Linked DNA regions of Rattus norvegicus: region 2 is linked to region 1. The links are chromatin contacts, called in public Hi-C maps. All regions are on one chromosome and are shown on one strand. Each heading gives the region's core, a stretch centred on a gene start, on an enhancer-like site or on the middle of the called end of the contact. The rest is flanking DNA. Distances are from core to core; before and after follow the strand shown.

Evidence for each region. Hi-C and Micro-C count contacts between places; a contact is called where the count stands out from the background.
Region 2: a Hi-C map of mammary epithelial cells shows a contact between it and region 1, with 1.7 times the contacts expected there. The contact joins the enhancer-like site here to the promoter of Dock4 in region 1. A contact is called at or near these places in 3 of 12 Hi-C or Micro-C datasets (the Rat2 cell line, Schwann cells and mammary epithelial cells).

Annotation. Positions count from the first base shown.
Region 1 is chr6:63,238,645-63,242,352 of GRCr8, reverse strand. It overlaps Dock4 (dedicator of cytokinesis 4), which reads right to left and starts at 2,217. Exons shown (of 53, transcript NM_001427091.1): 1 at 1,911-2,217. The coding sequence starts at 1,947. Zfp277 (zinc finger protein 277) reads left to right here and starts at 2,522. Exons shown (of 12, transcript NM_001399663.1): 1 at 2,522-2,640. The coding sequence starts at 2,547.
Region 2 is chr6:63,598,596-63,602,475 of GRCr8, reverse strand. Dock4 (dedicator of cytokinesis 4) reads right to left here. Exons shown (of 53, transcript NM_001427091.1): 40 at 3,506-3,647; 41 at 2,124-2,290. Among named protein-coding and RNA genes, the nearest start is that of Immp2l, 200 kb to the left of the region's middle. Within about 2 kb of position 1,620, at least 5 of the 93 cell types and tissues checked have an H3K27ac peak or open chromatin away from gene starts, as enhancers often do.

The DNA.
Region 1 (3,708 bases), core at 968-3,467:
AGCCTTGGTGTCTGCAGCAAGCTCAAAACACTTGACTGATCATATCCGGTTGCCATTCCAGGAAATCCCAGAGTGGTTTTTAAGCCTCTGCCCACAGCTTGTAAAGAAAGGCGAGAGAGAAAAACTAATCGATATCAGCACCCAGCTGTGACCTGGCACATAAGGAAATCTAGAAAATAAATGTCATCCATAATCTGTATCATTTAACACTTGCAAGAAAACAACCCCTGGGATTGACTCTAAGCGGGACGGACAGTGTTGCCTGGGTGGATCTGAGGTTCCTGCACCAGGTGGCAAGACTGCCTAGGAGGCAATGCCCTCTGGTTCCTCATCCCTCAGACAAGGAAATGCCTTTTCCCTCGCAGGGGTTATCTGATCCCCAAAAAGGAGGAGAGAACGGAGAGGAAAACAAGCTCTATCTACAGCACTCTGGGAGAGCGAGCCCTTTGGCAAGGGCTCCCCTTAGACTTAGAAGCTGGAAACCCTTCTCAAAGGTGGGCACACGACAAACTATTGTCTTACTAACCAGTCACAGTCCAGGAAGGAAGCTCATGTAAAATATGACTTTGTTTAATCAGAGTCCCTTCAGTAGATAAAGTCCAATCCCTAGGCAAAGTAGGGGAGGTAAAATCTCCAGTGATTAGGATTCCTTTGAAAGGTTTTCCAGATTTTTTAAATTACAGGAGAATGAAGTCAGAACATAAATACGTCTCTGTATCATACAAATTACTAGGTCCGTCCACAATAAAAACAAGAATGCCAATCGGCAGGACGGGGCATTATAGGAAATGAAGATTGTCAGTAAAATCTATAATGCTTTCTTTCTGTTAGACCTTCTGGGAGGTTATAATTGCATTTGGCCAATTCGGGCTTGTCAGTGAGCCTGGCTTCTTAATAGTCTCAACCCTAAAAGGAGTGACTGTCAAAGGGGGGGGGGGGACTGGGGGGGATGGAGGGAACCCAGCTGAAATCAAACAACAAAAACGGGAACTGTAATCCTACCGAAAAGGGAGGAGGGAAGGGAAGGGAAGGGAAGGGAGCCTCCTGTATTCATCAGTCAACATTAATGTCCTTTGTTGTTCACCTTTGCACAGAACAGTGAATGCTATCCTGTTCTTTTTTTTCTCTCCCAAATCAGTGCCAGGGTAGTCCTCTCCTAAAGCTGCCTCCCAGAATTTAAGAACCAGGCTTTCTGACTCTCCCCTCCCTTGTCACTTTCCAGCCGGCCTCTATGACCCCCACTGCGCTCATCCCCTGGTAGAGAAGGTGGCCAGAAGTAAAAACGCTGCCCAAATCTAGGTTCCCCTCCAAGGACCAAAGAGCGCAGCAGCACAGATGTTGAAATTTACCACCCCCCCCTGCTCACAACACACACCCCAAACACCCGGGAGGCGAGGGAGAAAGGAGGCTGCGTCCCGACTCCCTCTGTCACAGGGGCTAGGGGTGCCACATTCTGCACTCTGGGAAAGCCGACCCCAACCGCAGGGACTTCGCGCCTCCCTACTGTTTGGGAGTATTCTAGCTGCGGGTTCCTAGTCTCCCTCATCACCCCGGGAAATCCTAGCAGCCCACTGCCAGCTCTCTGCCTCCGTGGGCCAGCAGGGGTAGAAGGGAGAGAAATCCTGTTGGCTTCCCCTTCTAACTTGACACGCAACACACCCCGCGGCCACTCCAAACTCTGCCAGCAGAGCCCGGAGTGGCTGTCCCGACGTTCCGGGATCGGGTTCGAGAAGCGCCGAGTGCGCAGTGAGGAGCGAAACCCTAGCGCGCGCCCCTCAGCCGGAGGCCGGTGTGGCCAAGCCTGGGACCCGCTGTGCAATGCCAAGACCTGGCATTTGCAGCCTGGCGCGGAGCGAGCTGCGTGGGGGCAAGGACCGGAGCGTGGTAAAAGTTCGCCCGCGAGCACTCACCCACGCCGTATTTCTCGTGCTCCGTAGGTATCCACATGGCTATAAAGGGCGCTGAGGGGCTCCGGGCTATGCAATCCCCGCGCCCCTCCAGTGGCTCACAACAATGCACGGCTCCCGAAGAGCAGCTGCGGCGCTGGAGCACAGCAGATCGCGCGGGCTGCGGCGCTGGGCAGGGGCTTCTCCCGGGGCTCCCGAGCGGACACTGACACTACACGGACGAGACGGAGCCGCCCGCTGCTCTGCCGGCCGCGGCTGCTCACAGCCCTGCGACGCGCTCTCGGGGACCCGGCGGCGCAGTCATTGTTCTGATTCACTGAACTAAGCGAACACGCCGGGGCACTCGCGGGCGCACCCCCGCCCGTCAGCGCCCATCCAGCGCTGCCTCCCCACTGCCTCGCGGCATGCCGGGAGTTGTAGTTCTTACTCTCCCGGGCCCGGAAGGGGGCGTGGCTACAGCGGTTGGGGGCGGGGCAACTAGTTAGGCTCATCACATTCGATTGGTCCAAAATGTGACGGCACAGCCCAGGCGTGTAGAAACTCTCTCAGTGGGTCGGCATGCGACCCCAGGCGCGTTTTTATTGGTTATCTCCCCGCTTCGCCCCGCCTGCGGCCCGCCCCTTTCAACTGGTTCAGGTAATGGCTGCTCCAGAGGCCCAGGGGCTTGGTGTGGACCCCCGGGAAGACCGGGTCCGCGGGGTCCGCGGCGGAATCGGGCACATCGATCATGAAGGTGAGTGCGCTGTCCCTTGGGTGCGTGTGATCTGTCTTTCTTTTTCTGTGCCCGGGGTGCAGCTGGCAGCCGCTCAGACCTTAGAAGCTGGTCAGCTAGGAGACCACCTTGGCAATGCCAGGCAAAAAGCCGCGGGCGGAACCCACAGAGATTGGGTGGGGCAGAGGGCGGTTGCCAAGCTGAAGCTGTTTTGGGTGGGACGAGAAAATGTGAAGAACTGCCTTCCCGGCCTCTGAGAAAGCTCCTTTTGCTTTGTTCCGGTTTGGAATTATGTGCTTTGCACTTGCCCACGAGTGGGTGTGGGTCAGGTCTGGGTCGCACGTGTGTGATTGTAATGCTGTGATTAGGCGCTATTTCCTGACTAGTATCCTCAGTTTGCTGAATTTGTTTTTGGGAAGGTGTTTTATGTAGTTTGGGGCGGGTTTCCAAGTTGGAGACTAGTCACGTCACTGTTCTCCAGTACTTGCGGGTTGCTCTTTGGAGTCCTCTCCAAAGGGAAAGGATGTGTGTATCTCAGGAATCATTTGACCCTGGAGCCTGGGAAATCTTACGTCCTAAGTCGTAAGAGAAAGAGGAAAAAGAGAATTAAATGCACTCCCGCCTTCACAGAATATTTAAAAGAGGGTTTTGAAACTCATCACAACTACTTTGTATCTACCTGATTTTGGTGTTTTCTTCAATTCCACTATAGAGATCAAAAATCAAACTTTCGTAGACTACCTTTCTTTTAGTCGAGCTCCACTCCCCACCCATTTTAAGTATATAATTTAGCACAGCAAGTTCTCTTATGTAAATGGATAGGATTTGGGGGTTAATTTGTGTCTCAGTCCTTGTTGATGTTTTTTCCTTTCACAGCTTTTAGTATGAAGTTTTTATCTCAGTAGCAGAGAAATGAAGTGCAATTTCTTCCCACTTCCCCTAGGTGAAATTCCTATCATCTAAGCAACCTATCAGTGGGTTTGCCATATATCCCATACTTCTATAACAGACTGTTAAGCTTTTCCAGATTACCAAAATTCCACAGAGCTACCATTTTAAGATATAAAGTTGGAAGCTTCGATAATTTTT
Region 2 (3,880 bases), core at 371-2,870, 360 kb before region 1:
CAGCTCCTTCAGGACACACATGAAACACATGCCTCTGCTCATGGCCACACTTTTCCTTTATTAACCCATTTCGGAACTTGTATTTCAGCACTGTTATTTAGTGTGCTAACAGTAGCAGGAACTTGACAAGATTCCTGCAATCCCGCCATTTATTCAAACTACAGAGGGGTTAAAGAGAAGGCGACCAGGGAAGAGCTGTGGAGATGACTGCAGAAGAATCCATGTGGTACGAGCTCGAGAGGTTCTGATGATGCCAGGGAGGCAGGCTGACGAGAGCTCAGAAGGGTGAAAGAGATGCTCACGGTGTGCATCGGACGCAGGTACTCATGACACCGTGGGGGACCAGTAGACAAGTCAGATGGATTTTACAGGGTGAAGAGTTCACCGGGAGGAGAGTGGGGGCCGCTGTCAGGCAGGAGGCTGCCTACACAGACTTGGAGCTGCTTGTGAGAGGGTACGGCAACCAATAGAGAGAGGGCGGGTGCTGCTCGAGCCAACGTGGGGGATGGGTAGGCGGACCAAGAAGTGGAGAGGGGATGATGGGGCACAGTTTGGAGTCAGATTCTAGGGAAGGGGAGCCTAATTTAACCTTACCCACCCTGGTTAGGTAGCTGTATCACTGATCATTAACTTGTTGGCCAGGAAGAAATACAGTACAATAGAAAAAGCAATAGGAGGGGCACTGGAAGACATGGGTTCCAGCACTAAGGCTGGAACTAAGGTCATGGGCATGTGAGACTGAGCACGTCAACTGCATGGCTCTCGTGCATCCAGGTCTGAGGACTGGGAGCCACTGCAAGTAGAAAGGACTATCTCATAACCAATCAGAGCTTTAGTTGGCCTGGCAATAGGAAACAAGAATCAGAAATATGCAGAAAGCACTAGAAAATGATTGTGGATCTTTTCAGTAATATCTCAGTGTTGTTTTCCAATGGTTTCTTTAGTGTTCAATACACAGGGAGGAGGAAGGCCCAGAGAAGAGGCCAGAGGGACAGGCTGCTGGTATAGCTGTCTAGTCTCTCTCTGATACATACATACTATATATATATATATATATATATATATATATATATATATATATGTGTGTGTGTGTGTGTGTGTGTGTGTGTGTATCATTAGAGCAGTTTGTGATTAGATTTCTGAAGAGAGCCACAGTAAATGCACATCAAATCTACCACAAAGGCCAATTTTTAAAATTCAGTCCTCTTGGAACTCTGCAAAGCTACCCCCTCTGCTCCTTGTCTGCAGTAACCCCTGGCAGCACTGGGAAACCACTGGGCAAGCATGGGTGGGTCAGCATTACGTAAGACTGATAGTGTAGGAGACTCATGGCTTGAGTATTTGTTCAAAGAGATACTAAGCAACATTCCCAGGGGAATAAGCTCATTTTGCAATTTTGTTCAGGTTTGAATGCCAAGTGACTGGGGTTTAGTCTTCCATATCATGGTTTTCAAGGAAAGGGATGGTCAGAAGTGATTTCTGAATAGATATTCAGATATCCTTTCCCCAGTGGGGCTGTGAGAACTCTGACTGGGAACATGCTAAACTAGCAAGGCACATTGGAGCTGGTGAGGGCAGGCAGCCTGGTACATGCAGATGCCAGGGTTAGAATACACTCTGGTCCTCATCTCAGAATCCTAATCACACTTTTATAATGAAGACCAGAGCAAAGGACAGAACAGAGCATCTCCATTGTAGCAACAGTGTGCCCACATGGACTTTTCTCAGCTCTCCCTGGCCTGTTCCTTGGTTCTTCTTTACTCTGTACATCCTTGATGTTACAATACACTGACTATTCTCACAATGGCTCACCACGACTGGACACCAGGACTGAGTTCAAACCTGAGTTTAAGGGTTGGTCTAAGCACCACTGGTATTGGATCTGCCACAGGGAAATTCAGGAACTCCTTGCAGATCTACTCAGACTTTCTGACCTGGGGAACCAAAGATCTTCTTGCTTAGAAAATGTTCCCCATCACTTGGAAATACTGCAGAGTTGGGAAGCTACTAGGATAAAAGAATTCTAGACTCTTTGTTCCAGTCACATGGCATTATTCTCAGTTACTATTTACTAAGGTAGAAAGCATTTGAGGAGGCAGCATGTGTCAGAAACTGTAGGGTACCTTGAACTCGTTCTCCTTGTCTTTTGTGCCTTTGTGGAACGGTCTGTCATAGCGGAACTTCCAGATGTGATTCACTTTATAGAAGCTTTTGATGTTGTCCGGAACCCCTTCTCTCTGCAGCACCTCCTGGCTCTCTGGAATGGGAGTCACAGCATATATCTGTAAATCTAAGATTAAAGAGTCAAGGAGGGAACCTGGCTTGTCAGATGGCAAGGCAGTCTGGTGGTTCAATTCCAGCTGAAGTCATTTACAAACTTCCCAGAAGCTATGAATAACACACGTCTAAGCATGCCTTCAATTTCAGGCCTTGACCTAGTCCTAGGGGTTTGACTCTGACAGGACATATGCCTGGGTTTCTGTAACCTGTGAATTGACAGCTTGCATTAGTGGGATGGGTTGGGACAGCTGGGCTTGGGTTTTCAGAATCAGAATGATTTCCTCTTGTACATGAGACACTTTCATCTGTCTCTTCATGGCTCCTAAAATTCATTTAGAGTAATATGGGGCCAAAAGCAGGCACCAGAACACTGACAAGGAGCTGCACCTGCCACGTGTTGCTGTGACCTCAGTCTTCTAAAGTGTGGTACCCATTCTCCAAAGCCAGGTATGGAGAAGCCGAGTGGTTAGTTGTACTTCCCACTTTAAATACTATTTTCTTCATATAGTTACTTCCTCCCCAGAGAAATAGAGGAAATAGTTTTAATTTATTTCTCTTACATTTAGGCTCTGCTTTGAAAATATATCCATAATAGCCACTGGGAGTTTACCTGTTTTTCTTTAAAACCACTGGTTTCAGATAGATTTAGGAAGAACTGATGGGTGAACTACCTTTGTGTCTAAAGCCTACAGGTTTCCATTTTAATTGTTTGTTTTGTGTTGAGATGTGTTTCCATTAGTAAGTCAGTCCAGAATGTCATAGCTGAGACCACCTCCCTCCCAGAATACTGGAAACACCTCTTTTTCTTCCTTCCCTTACTCCATAATTAAAATAGGGGGGTGGGGATGGAGGATGTGCCGTCACGAACGCAATGCTACCACTTCCTTGAACTGAAGCAGTTTCCGTAGGAAGTCAGAGAAAACGTGTCCTATAGGAAATCCAGTAAGAGAGAGCTTCAGAAGTGTCGATTTGCAGGAGTGGCAATCAGAAGGGAGAAAGTTCCTTACCAGATGTTTATGGGATTTCCTTCCAACTGACTCTGCGATAACAATTTTAACAGTTACATTCTGTTCAGAAGGCACCAAGCTAAAACCAGGACAGCCAGGTCTAGGAAGTCTAAGAGGGGGGCCACTGAAAAGGGAGCAGTGGCCGCAACACTTCCCAGGACAATGTCCTGCAGCTAACAGCAGGTACCACCCAACCGGGGCCCGTCAGGAATGGATACACTGAGCTTCCGCCTGGAAGATGGTCTCGTCAGGCTGGTTGGCGTGCTGCATGGCGATGGCATGGGGGAACTCGTTCAGCATTCGCTGTTGGAAAGCCTCCAGTCTTTCGTAGTCATGCCCTCGACATACAAACTCCTTATTCTGGGGGTGCAACCAAAGAAAGAAGTTAGGATTATATGACAAAGAGAATAAAAACCCATGACTGGAGTTGGGGATTTAGCACAGTGGTAGAGCGCTTGCCTAGCAAGTGCAAGGCCCTGGGTTCGGTCCCCAGCTCCAAAAAAAAAAAAAAAAAGAAAAAAAAAAAAAACCATGACTGTGGTGACAACTGACCATCGGCTCCATGTCATGCACTGTCACAATGATAAAATAAG